Linked DNA regions of Sus scrofa: region 2 is linked to region 1. A link is a contact called in public HiChIP or PLAC-seq data. All regions are on one chromosome and are shown on one strand. The core of a region is the stretch at or near the end of the contact, and the rest is flanking DNA. Distances in the headings are between cores, read along the strand shown. Region 1 overlaps RGSL1 (regulator of G-protein signaling protein-like). Region 2 holds the start of NPL (N-acetylneuraminate pyruvate lyase (dihydrodipicolinate synthase)).

Evidence for each region. HiChIP or PLAC-seq counts read pairs in DNA pulled down with a chosen protein or histone mark.
Region 2: a contact with region 1 is called in an H3K27ac HiChIP or PLAC-seq map of alveolar macrophages. The contact joins the promoter of NPL here to the enhancer-like site in region 1. A contact is called at or near these places in 1 of 47 Hi-C or Micro-C datasets (fetal skeletal muscle) and 1 of 2 datasets of contacts at active chromatin or transcription factors (alveolar macrophages).

Annotation. Positions count from the first base shown.
Region 1 is chr9:123,808,672-123,815,031 of Sscrofa11.1, reverse strand. All of the region lies in intron 1 of RGSL1 (regulator of G-protein signaling protein-like), which reads right to left. Among named protein-coding and RNA genes, the nearest start is that of TEDDM1, 39 kb to the right of the region's middle. Within about 2 kb of position 3,566, at least 4 of the 83 cell types and tissues checked have an H3K27ac peak or open chromatin away from gene starts, as enhancers often do. A contact at or near this core is called in alveolar macrophages, where this site is marked.
Region 2 is chr9:124,095,787-124,102,146 of Sscrofa11.1, reverse strand. NPL (N-acetylneuraminate pyruvate lyase (dihydrodipicolinate synthase)) reads right to left here and starts at 4,052. Exons shown (of 11, transcript NM_214071.1): 1 at 3,985-4,052. The coding sequence starts at 4,052.

The sequences.
Region 1 (6,360 bases), core at 2,317-4,816:
AAGCCTGGCCTGGATTTGTTGAATAAGATTATTGAAGTGATCTGAGTGCAGAAAAGCAAAGTTTGGAAGAAATTTCTCAAGTGATGGTTTTCTATAGCCACACACTCTGTTGGTGACAAGGGGTTTGACGGGACAGTGCTTGGTATCAACAATCCAGTCTTCATGAAGTATAGGAACAAGCTCTCCACATCCTCCCTTTTCTCATCCTACTATTTCTTCATTCCTATTTTTCCATTCTCACCTCTTCTGCATTCAAACTTCATAATAATCTGAGAAGGTGCTTAGCATTCATTCCACACAACAGTAATACTGATTTGATAACAAAGAAATTGGCAGATAACCCCAAACCTCATGCTAGCCTTCTCTTTGGAGGAAGGCTGGCACATTATGGCCCCATATGCATTTTAATTCTTCCCTCTTAGTTATCCCTCCTAGTTGCCTTAGTTTTCTCATGATTGGGACCTTCTCAGATCCTCAAAGACCTGGTGGCATAAAGTGGGTGATGGCGAGAAGAGAAAGGAAAAAAAAGTCTGTGAACAATGTAAAATCTACATGTCCTGTCCCCAAATGACTCCCTCTTGCTCACTACTGGGAAAGAGGGAAATTTGCCTTATTTCACAGGCTCAAAGCCTCTCTCTCGGAGACTCACCAGCATTGCTCATGTTGCCATGCTCTTCCTGCCACTGTGATTGATTAAGAGCAGAATTAGCCCCCAGTCAACAGAACCCGCCCCTTGTGAATGCACAATGGCCCAGCCTGGAAGGGGTTCCAGATTCTATCAGGAGATGGTCTGTTTGCCTCTGGTACAGGACTCGGTCTAAAGATTTCTTGCTATTGCCTGATTTCCCGGAGTCCCTTGAACACACCAGACTCTTTGCCTACTTATTTTGTGTGCATTGACAGTTCTTCATCATTTTTTGTTTAATTATAAATGTTAAGTTCAAGTTCTCTTTAACTTGATTTTATGCTTTGAGGGAGTAGGCATCTGTTCATTTATTTCTGATATGCCCTTTTGATCTACTATCCTGGAAATGTAGCATGTATTTGACACATGTTTAATGGTTTGACTTGTCTCTCAGATAAGCTGGAAAAATCCAACCTAATATCCATGCTTGATTTTCCAGCCCCTCTCTTCCTTCCCAGGTAATTTCCTCTGGTTGGTTGTGGGTTACTATCCATCAGCTTTGAAAAGAGATTGAATAAACATTAGCTGAATGCCTTCTGTGAGGAAGAATTAGACGAGATGTTTATACTTTCTTCTCACTCAATTCTTAAGCCTACAAAACAGGGATTATCATCACCTCCTTTTCAATGAAAGACAGTAAATGCAACAGTGAGATTAGACCCTGCCTATGTGATTCAAGAGCCCATGTTATTTCACATGTGCCAGTAAATCAAACCTCCCCTTCACGTGAAAAATGTATTCTAATGCCCTTAGAAATAAATTTTAGACAAGAAGACACAAGTAGTTTAGAGACAGTAATTTTAATTATTTTGGTTGTGTTGGTAGATTTAAACCCAAGCATATAAAAATGTTTCTCTCTGCTTAAGTTTTATTCATGCAAATATACTTAAAATGTGTATTTTGTGTATGTTTTTTATTGAATAAAATGCTTAAATTTTGTTTTGCATTTATTTTAAAATCTGACATTAAATTTACAAGAGCCTTCTTAAGTTCTTAGGAGAAGAACTTTCTTTGTTAGCTTTGTAAATCTGCCTTCTTAGGTATTTAAAGTATTTTTAAATCATATTTTCTTCTCCTTCTACTTCTTCTTCTTCTTTTTTTTTGGTTGCGCCCACAGTATGTGGATGTTCCCAGGCCAAGAATCGAACCTGTGCCACAGAACAGTGACCCAAGCCACTGCAGTGACAATGCCAGATCCTTAACCCACTGTACCAAAGAGAATTCCTTAAATCATATTTTCAATTATGATATGAAATGTCTAAGGAATTTTAATTAACAAAATGGGAAAACAGTCTCTGTTTAGTAAATTTTGGTTTGTCAAATTTCATTGAAAAATAATGAGCAAATGAAAGCAATTATAAATAAAATTATGCATAAGTAATTCTATATGCCAAGTTTAAAAGCTTAATATTAATTGATTAAATGTGTACAATACTTATTGGATAGTGACTGCAATATAAGCAACTGCAAACATTTTGTTCCATATTTATTCATGTCCACACATCTAAGTTTAACAGGAAACAGACTTTCATTATGTTTACTAGATGCTTATGTATTTTTCTACCCTCTTCTTCATCCTTCATTTCTTTAAAATCGATACCTCAGTATAAATGGAGGGCCAGTGCCCCTTTCCCAGCCTATGGAAAGATAGTGCCCTCTGGTGGATTGTGGTAAAGATTACACCTTTCACTCCAAAATTCTACTTGTTTTTTTATTTTTGTTTTTTTCCCAGATTTATTTTCAACTGATTTTACATTCCAATGTGATTAGGGTTATTGTCAGAGTGCTCATACCTACTGGGATATGAAGAATACAGAAAGTTCTTTATCACCTAAACGGCAGGCCTGTCTAGTCCACTATTGTTATCTAGCCTCAGTATTAATCCTTTGTGGCTTTGAAGGTGCCTGCTACTATTTATTATTTTACCTCAAAGATACATCTTGTGATGAAGTTCCCTAGTGACCTATTGGGTTAAGGATCCATCCTTGTCACCACTGTGGCTGGAGTCACTGCAGGGGCACAGGTTTGATTCCTGGACTGGGAACTTCCGCACACCATGGGCATGGCCAAAAAAAAAAAAAAAAAAAAAAAAAAAAGGTACATGTTGTAAGACATAATATTTGGAGGCATTCATTTACTACGAGAGATGAGCTCATTAGTATCTCACGGGACCTCACAGGTACTCAGAAATGAGACAGATCTATCAAAAATTGTCTTTGGTATCTCTTCAACTTTTACCTTCCTAGAGAGATAATGCCTTGAAACAGTAATATTTGGGGTTTGCTTTTCTGCCCTTGTATGTAACTTTTTTTCCTAATTAGTAAAAGATATTGCTTCAGTGGGAGTTCCTGTTGTGGTGAAGCAGAAACAAATCAAACTAGTGTCCATGAGAATGCAGGTTTGATCCGTGGCCTAGCTCAGTGGGTTGGGGATCCGGCGTTGCCCTGAGCTGTGGTGTAGGTCACAGACATGGCTCAGATCCCGAGTTGCTGTGGCTGTGGTGTGGGCTGGCAGCTGTAGCTCCGATTCGACCCCTAGCCTGGGAACTTCCATATGCCATGGGTGTGGCTCTAAAAAGCAAAAAAAAAAAAAAAAAAAATCTATATATATATATAGAGAGAGATAGATAGATAGATAGATACACATTGCCTCAGAATGAGGTCAGATTGTACTAGCGAAGAAAAATCAATTATTAGATTAAAAAATTCAAAATATGCTTTTAATATGAAAAAGAGGAGGCCTGAGTAAAGTAGAAAACAGTTTTGCTGAATCACTAGAACAGACTGAAGAGGAAAAACAGATTCTCTATCACCCCCACCTCAGGGCACCAGAGGAGTTTCAACTAGGCCACAGGAAGGAAGAGCTGCAAGGCTGGGCGTGGCCTGCAAAGACACCCAAGGTTCCGGGCAAGAAACAACACGATGGGACCCAGAGGTGACAACCAGGAACAGGGCAGAACCTCCAGGGGAAACATGGACCTCCACGGTCACTGGGAGCAAGGAGAAGCCCTGGCGCTGAACCAGTGCCAGAGGAGGACTGTGTTTCCATGCTGGGGACCACAGCTCATCTCCTGTAGAGAGCAACATCGCTACTTAACCGTCTCACTAGTGCAAGGTGCAGGGCTCCTGTGGAGAGCTGCCACCTCGTCACACACTGGACGTCCCACACGTGCATTCTATCCCAAATTCTGAGACACTGCTGGGTCCCTGTAAACAACACTGGGAAGCACCTCCCTCCTTTACGATACTCAGAATGTTCACAAGCCCCCAAAGCCAGAGAGTAGAGGCCCTTAATCGCCAGAAAACAATTTACCCTGGCTACACCTTAACTTTGGAACAAGAAAATTAACAAGGAAGAATAGGGCCATAACCAAAGGAAAAGGGCAAAGGGGGAAACTGGAAGGATATTCTCTAGAATCCCTGCCTCACCCTTACTCCATCCTAAACACAGATAGATATTTTAGCCATGTCCAGAAGTGAGGAAAGCTTGCCAGCTTCTCCATACTCTGGGATGACAGGGAGAAAAGCAGAAGGAGTGGCATAAACACATTCTTTTGTAGGTCCCCAATAATACTCCCAAGAATTTCACTGCCCTTGACACCCAGCTACAGCATTATGTGACAGGACTAAATGTCTGGCTACCTGAAGCCAGTTTCTTAAGAGTTTTGAGTTTTAGGTGACCATTCAGAACCTACTTCATAGAATAGTTGTGGGATCAGAAAGAAAAGTGTGCAGAATAAACAAGCCACTGGATTTTATTTTGTATGAGAACCAGAAAGCCGTGGGTCTTACTTGGACATTGGTTGAAGTGTGTACAGAGCAAGGGGTTGATCTGTCCAGGTAGAAGAAACTGACAGGCTCTACACTTGGGGAGACGGGGATAGAGAAGTTCTGGAAGCAGAGGAATACTTTTGAGACCTCACTCTGTGCAGACTGCTGCTCTGTTCTACTAGACCCTGCAGAAGAAATGGCCTTTGAGGATGGTGGTGATGGTTTCACCATATATTTATGCCACACTCATCACAATGTATACATTAAATACTTCCAGGTTTTTTTTAATATTAAGTATACCTCAACAAAGCTTAAAAACCTACCCACCTTTCTGTTTGATAAACCATAAGGTAATCAAAAGAAGGACCTCAACAACAGTTCTAGGAGTGCTAGATGGTCAAAATAACAGTTAAGACTTAGTGTGAGTATGGACGTGATTCAGAAAGAGAAAGGATGAGGAGGTGGTTATCACGATGGGTAAATCACTATGCTGTACCAAAGACTGTAAATCACTACGATGGACTAAACATCAGCGACTAGTGGTAGGTATTCTACATGGTGGGCGAGGGATATTTATAAAGATCCAGAGGCAGGATATAGTACGTTTATTTTCACATTCTACAGGGTAGGGGGTGGGGCATGAGGTGTGCAGAGAAGCAGCGAGAACAGATCTGAAGAGAGGTGGTGGTAGGGAGAATCCTTGGGGAGCTGAAAGTGAAGGTCACAGTCACACGCCTCCTGTATTTCACTTGCCTTCTCCCTGCACACTGCCCAGAAAATGGGACTAAAGAAAGCCGAAAGGGGAGAGAGAGGCATACTGGTCCCCGGGGAGTCTGTTGTCTCAGGTGGCACCTCTGGAGGAAGGACACCTGCTCTTCCTCTCTGACGGCTCTTCTTTCCCCAACTTCTCTTCCAGGTGTTCCAGAAGGCACAGGTGACAGGAACCATTCTGGGCTCACCTGGTTCAGGCATCAACGAATGTAGCAATACCACAGAAAGGAGAAGCCATAGATCCAGATCATCACAATGACGAGGGAAGCCACGTGCCAGCAGAAGAAGGTGGTGACAAATATCATATCGTTTTTGTCATCATCCATCCATTTATGGCCGGAGATTGGTCTGAATAGCATAAAGCCGATCTGAATCAGCCAAGAGCCTGTAATCATATACAAAAAGGCCTTCAGTACCCAGAGCTGCAGCATGTTGGGAGCCCACAGCTCTGCAATCACCACCAGCAGCAGCAGGAACAAGGCCTGGATGAGCAGGATGTGACACAGCAGCTCCACGCCTTCTGAGTCCTGCAAGTGAGACACCATCAGGGGCAGAATCAGAAACATGCCCAGAGCTTGGGCGCCTTGCTCCAGAGCAGGTGACCTCTGGGGCAGCAGGTTCTGGCTCACCACATCTACACACCCACTCAGGAAGAAGGTCATGTAGAAAGTGAGGTGCTGCCACTGTTTGTGGTACAAAAAGTTCCTCTGATGATACATCTTGGTGATAAGTACAAATGGCCCACGAATGTTATGCAGTTCTTGGGCCACTAAAATGAAGGTGCTCAGTATCTTCACCAGCCCCACGTAGTGTATTTGCTGCAGCCTCGCCCATCTTCCTTTGCTCCAGGGATGGCGTGGCAGATACTGGACGTGGTAGTTGCATATCAAGGCCCTGGAGATGAGTCGTGTGTGATAAAGTCCATAGAAGAAGAGAGACAGTCCTGGGTACAGATGCCCCTCAAAGCCTCCCATGGAACTGAAGACTGGTCTGACCACAGGCAGAGGCAAGAGGCTCAGGAGTGGCCAGGTCAGGCTCTAGAGTGTGGAGGGGGCTTCTTGAAGTTGACTTATATTCTCTATTCAGCTCACTGCATCCACATACAGGAGGGAAATGGTTTTGGAGAAAACCCAG
Region 2 (6,360 bases), core at 2,803-5,302, 290 kb before region 1:
AAGGTACTCAGACATTCCTACTTTGTGGGGATCGCCACATAACCCTCAAAGCATAATTGCAGATTCTTAGCATTCATATGGGCCTTAGAGATAACGTGGTTGAATTCTGTCTCTATTCAAAATACGAGCGTACTTTTACAAGGTGACAAGAGCTCCCCAGGGTCAGACAGCTAGTGGTGGCAAAGCTGGGGGTCAAGAATCCAGACATGTTAACTGAAATCTATTTAACTCTGTTCTTTCTGCCAGCTTCCCCACTCTAGGACATCAACTCATATTCAGAGTTGAATTGTTAGAATTATATAGGAAAAAGGATACAGGGAAATCATACTTAGCCATTCTGAATCGTGGAGGCCATAGTTTTTGTGTGCATTGTGTTTTTTAAGGTCACACCCACAGCATACAGAAATTTCCAGGCTAGGGGTCAAATTGGAGCTATAGCTGCTGGCCTACACCACAGCCACAGCAACATGGGATCCAAGCCGCATCTGCAACCTATACCACAGCTCATGGCAATGCTGGATCCTTAACCCCCTGAGCGAGTCCAGGGATCGAACCACATCCTCATGGATACTAGTTGGGTTCGTTATTACTGAGTCACCCAGGAACTCCTGGAGGCTACAGTTTATTCTAAGAGCCAGGTTAGGAAAACTCCCATAATAGAATTTCCAGGTATTAGATTCCATGTGACTCTCCTTTTTTTTTTTTTTTTTAATTTTAAAAAATTAAATAGGGAGTTCCACTTGTGGCTCAATGGAAATGAATCTGACTAGTATCCATGAGGACTCAGGTTTGATCCCTGGCCTCGCTCAGTGGGTTGGGGATCTGGCCTTGCTGTGAGCTGTGGTGTAGGTCGAAGACACGGCTCGGATCTGGTGTTGCTGTGGTTGTGGTGGAGGCCAGCGGCTGCAGCTCAGATTCAACCCCTAGCCTGGGAACCTCCATATGATGTGGGTGTGGCTCTAAAAAAATTTAAAAAATAAAAAAAAATAAAAAAGAAAGGAATGGGATTTTTAAAAATAACACTATATTTTTTATTTTTATTTTTTGTCTTTTTAGGGCCACACCCACTGCATATGGAAGCTCCCAGGTTGAGGGCAAATCAGAGCTGCAGCTGCTGGCTTACACCAGAGCCACAGCAACCTGAGATCCCAGGCACATCCGCGACCTACACCACAGCTCACAGCAACTCTGGATCCTTAACCTACTGAGCAAGGCTGAGGACTGAACCTGCATCCTCGCAGATACTAATTGGGTTCTTAACCCACTGAGCCATAGCCACAACGGGAACTCCAACATTCCCTTTCTTACATTATCTTTCATCATAGTCTATCCCAGGAGGTTGGATATTATTCCCTGTGCTATACCATAGGACCTCACTGCTTATCTATTCTAAGTGTATTAGTTTGCATCTACTAACGCCAAACTCCCAGTCCATCCCACTTCCTTCCCCTCCCCCTTGGTAACCACAAGTCTGATCTCTATGTCTGTGAGTCACGTGACTCCTCTTTCTGTCTTGTCTCTTAGAAACACATCAGACCTACAGATTCCTCTGTGGGCAGGTAGGTTAATGCCCACCTGCTCTTGGTAGGTGTTCCAAACCTGCTTAATACCTGTGAGAATGTCTGGATACAGCAAGTGGTGGGAGAAAAGGGGACTAACATCACTTAGAGGCCCATTATGTGCTATGTACTAACACCTATTTAATTTAATTTAATGAGCTTTAACTTAATTTGAATCCTTGCAAGGCCTGCACAAAAACTGCATTCTTTTTTTTTTTTTTTTTTTTTTGTCTTTTTGTCTTTTGTCTTTTGTTGTTGTTGTTGCTATTTCTTGGGCCGCTCCCGCGGCATATGGAGGTTCCCAGGCTAGAGGTTGAATCGGAGCTGTAGCCACCGGCCTACGCCAGAGCCACAGCAATGTGGGATCCGAGCCGCGTCTGCAACCTACACCACAGCTCACGGCAACACCGGATCGTTAACCCACTGAGCAAGGGCAGGGACCGAACCCGCAACCTCATGGTTCCTAGTCGGATTCGTTAACCACTGCGCCACGATGGGAACTCCAAAAAAAAACTGCATTCTTATTTTGACTGCACATCTTAGGAAAGTGAGGATCTTAGAAAAGAATTCATGCAAAAAGAGGAAATAGTGTAATAGAGGCAACAGGGTCAGAGGTATTTGGGAAACAGAGAAGAATCTGGAAAAGCAGAGTCATTTTAGTTATCTCTAATTATGTAGGTCCTAGTGTCCCAAGAAAAGAGCAGAACAGCGTGTTAGAACACACACTCCGTGGGTGCCAGATGAACAAATGAGACCCTGAAGAAGCCACTTCTAGGCTTAGAGGGTCTGATTAAAAAGGTTAAAGTGGCATCAACCAGATGTAGTGTTCTGAGCTTGCAAACAGGATCTTACTCCATAACAGGAAGTAAATCTTGTCTGCTCATGCAATCACATGCCTTCTGTTTCATCTGCCCAACAAGTAGCGGACACACTGACAAAGAGCTGACTACAGTTTTTCTTAGGGCTTGCAGAAGCAGAGAAGCAACGGAAACAAAAAAAATTGCTACTAACCACTGAGTAATTTATATGCCGTCTCAGCAAGAATTGTATTTAGACCTAGTAAAGATGTGATTATTTGTGAATATTAGAAGTTAGAAGATTATCTGAAGATCTAAGGGAAAACTGTGGTATGACCAACCTTGAACGAAAATACTAAAAAAAAAGAAATTTCATCTGCTTTAAAGGAACAGGGTTAGGGTTTACAAATTCAGCAATGGAAGATCAAAAGCATAAAAGCTTTACTTAAAGATATCTTAAATACCTCATCTCCTCTTGACCGCTGCCTCATGCCACCAGGACAGTTCAAACTTATTGACCTAAGTACATACTGACCTGTGCTAAGTACTATTATATGGATTATCTCATTTTTACACTCATAACTCCATGATGCAGGTACGACTAAAATTACATTTTATAGATGAAGAAAGAGGAAGCTTAAAGAAGACAGAATTCTGGCTGCTTTGTTAGAATGACTCCTCTAATGGGTCAAAAACATTTAGATCCAGAAGGTGGAGGACTCCCCACCTGGTTAATGGCAATGTCCTGGGAGGCCTTCTATTATTGCTGATGGAGACCCAGGGCATGTGACCACTAGCTGAGAGTACCAGCAAAAGGATGGCCATAATATTCATCTGGAGGGCAAAATGCCTGCTTGGGTAAGGATTTCTCAACAATCATCTGCTCCCCAACATTTAACCAATTTTTTTTTTCCTTTTTATGGCCACACTTGTGACATATGGACGTTCCTGGGCCAGGGGTCTATTTGCAGCTTCAGCTGCTGGCCTATAGCACAGCCACAGCCACGCTGGATCCAAACCACACCTGCAACCTATGGTGGAGTTTGCGTCAATGCCAGATTCTTAACACACTGAGTGAGGCCAGGGATGGAACCTGCATCCTCACAGAGACAATGCTGGGTCCTTAACCAGCCAAGCCACAATGGGAACTCCTAACCCATGTTGAAATGAGACTGTAAAACATGCCTTAAGGTGTCCATCTGGCAGCCACCTTCCCCACTTTGCTCTGGGTAGGACATTTTCATCATGTCTATGAATGGTCTGGAGACAGGGTTTAGAGGCCAGAGATTGACATCAAATCCTGCTAAAATGAGACTCTCCTCACCCAACTCCACCAGCCTTATGTGGGAAGGCCAGGGTTCCAATGAAATCCAAGGAGAATTTGCTTTGTGGAGCTAGACACTGGGAGGAGGGTGAGCCGCCATATCTTACCTTGTCTCTTTCTGCACTGCTTGCGAGGCAGAGATCTCTTCTCTGACTTGGGGCCAGAGAGAGTGAGGGGGGGATGACTGGCGGAAGCTGCCACTTGGCAATGGTGCCACAGAGCCGCGAAGTCGAAGCAACCTGCTATAGAGACCTACCGTCCTCTGCAGTGGAGGGAGAGCCCTTTAGTCCCAAGCCATAGTTACCCATGCTCAGTCATCGGCGTGATGGTCGCGGCCACGAGACCTTGAAGTTTCTTCTTCGGGGAGGCCATTGAGCTGCTGACAAAGTCTGGAAAACATACAAGGGAATTCTCTCTTTCAAGGACTGTCATTAATGATAAAACTCCTGGGCAAAGTCCATTCCTACATAGCTTAGAACTGTGAAAAATGCTTACAAGAACACAAACACCCAGAGCAAATGAGAACAATGTAAAACATTAGTGCTTCATACTAGAGAGGAGGAAACTCTTTTTTTTTTTTAAAGACAGGAAAGGTGGGGACAAGAAGAGAGAACTGTTCTAGAAAAACAGCCTTGGAAAGGGCTCCCATTTTACCTACGTAGGGGATGGTAGCAATCTGAAATCTCAAAGAGCAAGGGTGAACAGCAGCAGACCCAGGAAAGAATATGAACCTAACTCAGAGAGGTTGAGTATATAAAAAATTACTGTTACTCAGGTTGAAATATGGGGGGGGGAGAAAAGGGATATTCTTATCTCTTTCCATAACTTCATACCATTAAGGGAGAATCTGCCCTAAAGCCAGTTCTTAAGTCTTAAGGCTTCAGTGTGATCTAAATAACACTAATAAGATCTTTCATATTCTAGTTTTGTTCAGTTCTTCCCAGCTCTAGTAAGCCACATCACAAATATTCTTTTACCCTTAGACCAAGCTCCCTCAGGGCCAGAAACAGACTGCATTTGCCTTTGCTTTCCCTGCACCGAGTGCTCTGCTGGACACCTTGTGTTCAGTAAAAAAGTGATGACTATGTGGGTGATTAAATGAGGTGTTCAGATGGTAGCTGGATGAGGACTTCCGCAGATGGTGAGATCACTGCTAAGACAGTGAACCTGGCCACACTCTCTGGGGCAAAGGGATCCCTCGCCACCTGGCCGAGAGTGTACCTACCCATAACCGTAAAAAAGCCAAGAAGGGAGTTCTCGCTGTGGCTCAGTGATAACAAACCCGACTAGCATCCATGAGTTCAATCTCTGGCCTCGCTCAGTGGGCTAAGGATCCAGCACTGCCACAAGCTGTGGTATAGGTCGCAGACGAGGCTCAGATTCTGCATTGCTGTGGTTGTGGTGTAGGCTGGCAGCAGCAGCTCTGATTCAACCTTATCCTGGGATCTTCCATATGCCACGAGTGTGGCCCTAAAAAGACCAAAAAAAAAAAAAAAAAAAAAAAAAAAAAGAAGAAGCCAAGAACTCATCTCAAACAGGCAATGAGAAGCAATAAAGCATCCTTGTTAACAGCCTGGATTCTACAAACAGATTGCCTTGTTCAACCCCCAACTTTGCCATTTAACTAATTACAGAAGCATTATTATTTTTTTGAGCTGTAAGACATAAAAACTTGAAGACACAAATGTAAAGTATAATTAGCAAAACAAAATAAAAACACAATCAGACAATTCTGGCTTACAGTTATACAAAAGATAGTTGGCTTAGAGCAAACACAGTGATGTCTACAGGTAATGAACAAGAGCGAGTATGTTATAGTTCTGAGGCTACGGGCGCATCTCAAAACCCAAAGCTCACTACACTTAACTCTGACCCACAGAATATAATACTTATGAACTATCATATTTTGTTTGCTCTTAGCTGTTTATCTCGTCTTCCCAAATAGGAGTATAAACTTCTGGAGTACAGAGGTTATATGTTCTATTTTTTTTTCTGTATCCCCCAAGATTTTCTGTATTCCCATGTGAGCCCTTGAAGCCAGAAACACGGCAAAACAAGGACAAAAACATGAAAGTCTATACCATATGGCAAAACACTGTTTTTATGGAAAGTCAACAGTGATACCACTCCCTTACAAACATCTATGTCCCTGGAGAGGTTTGTTCTGGAAATTGAGCCCAAATCCTTCAAGTAGCTTTGTTTTATATTGAAAGGCAACAAAGGGGAACCCTACCAGATATACAGGATACTAGGATTTCTCTGACTTTTCCTAGTTTGAAGATGAGATTAAATCCTGTTGGGAGGTTTTTTTTTTCTTCACTTTTTTTTTGTTTGTTTTGGCCATGCCCACAGCATGTGGAAGATGTGGAAGTTCCCAAGTCAGGAACTGAACCTGCGCCACAGCAGCAACCTGGGCTGCTGCAGTGACAACGCTGGATCCTTAACCTAGTGCACCACAAGAGAACTTCCTTTTGGAAGTTTTGAAACAGAAATGCAATCATCTGGCCCATGGGGAAAACACAAGGCCCCGATGACACAGGTTCTGTCTACCCCAGAGGAATGTCTCAACATCCAATGAGGCTGATGCTGGGCCTACTGCTGTCTTCCCTGGCCCTCCTGTACCCATTCAGCTCAGGACAGCCCAAAGCAGACCTGCCATTTTGTCTTCTAAACAATTTCT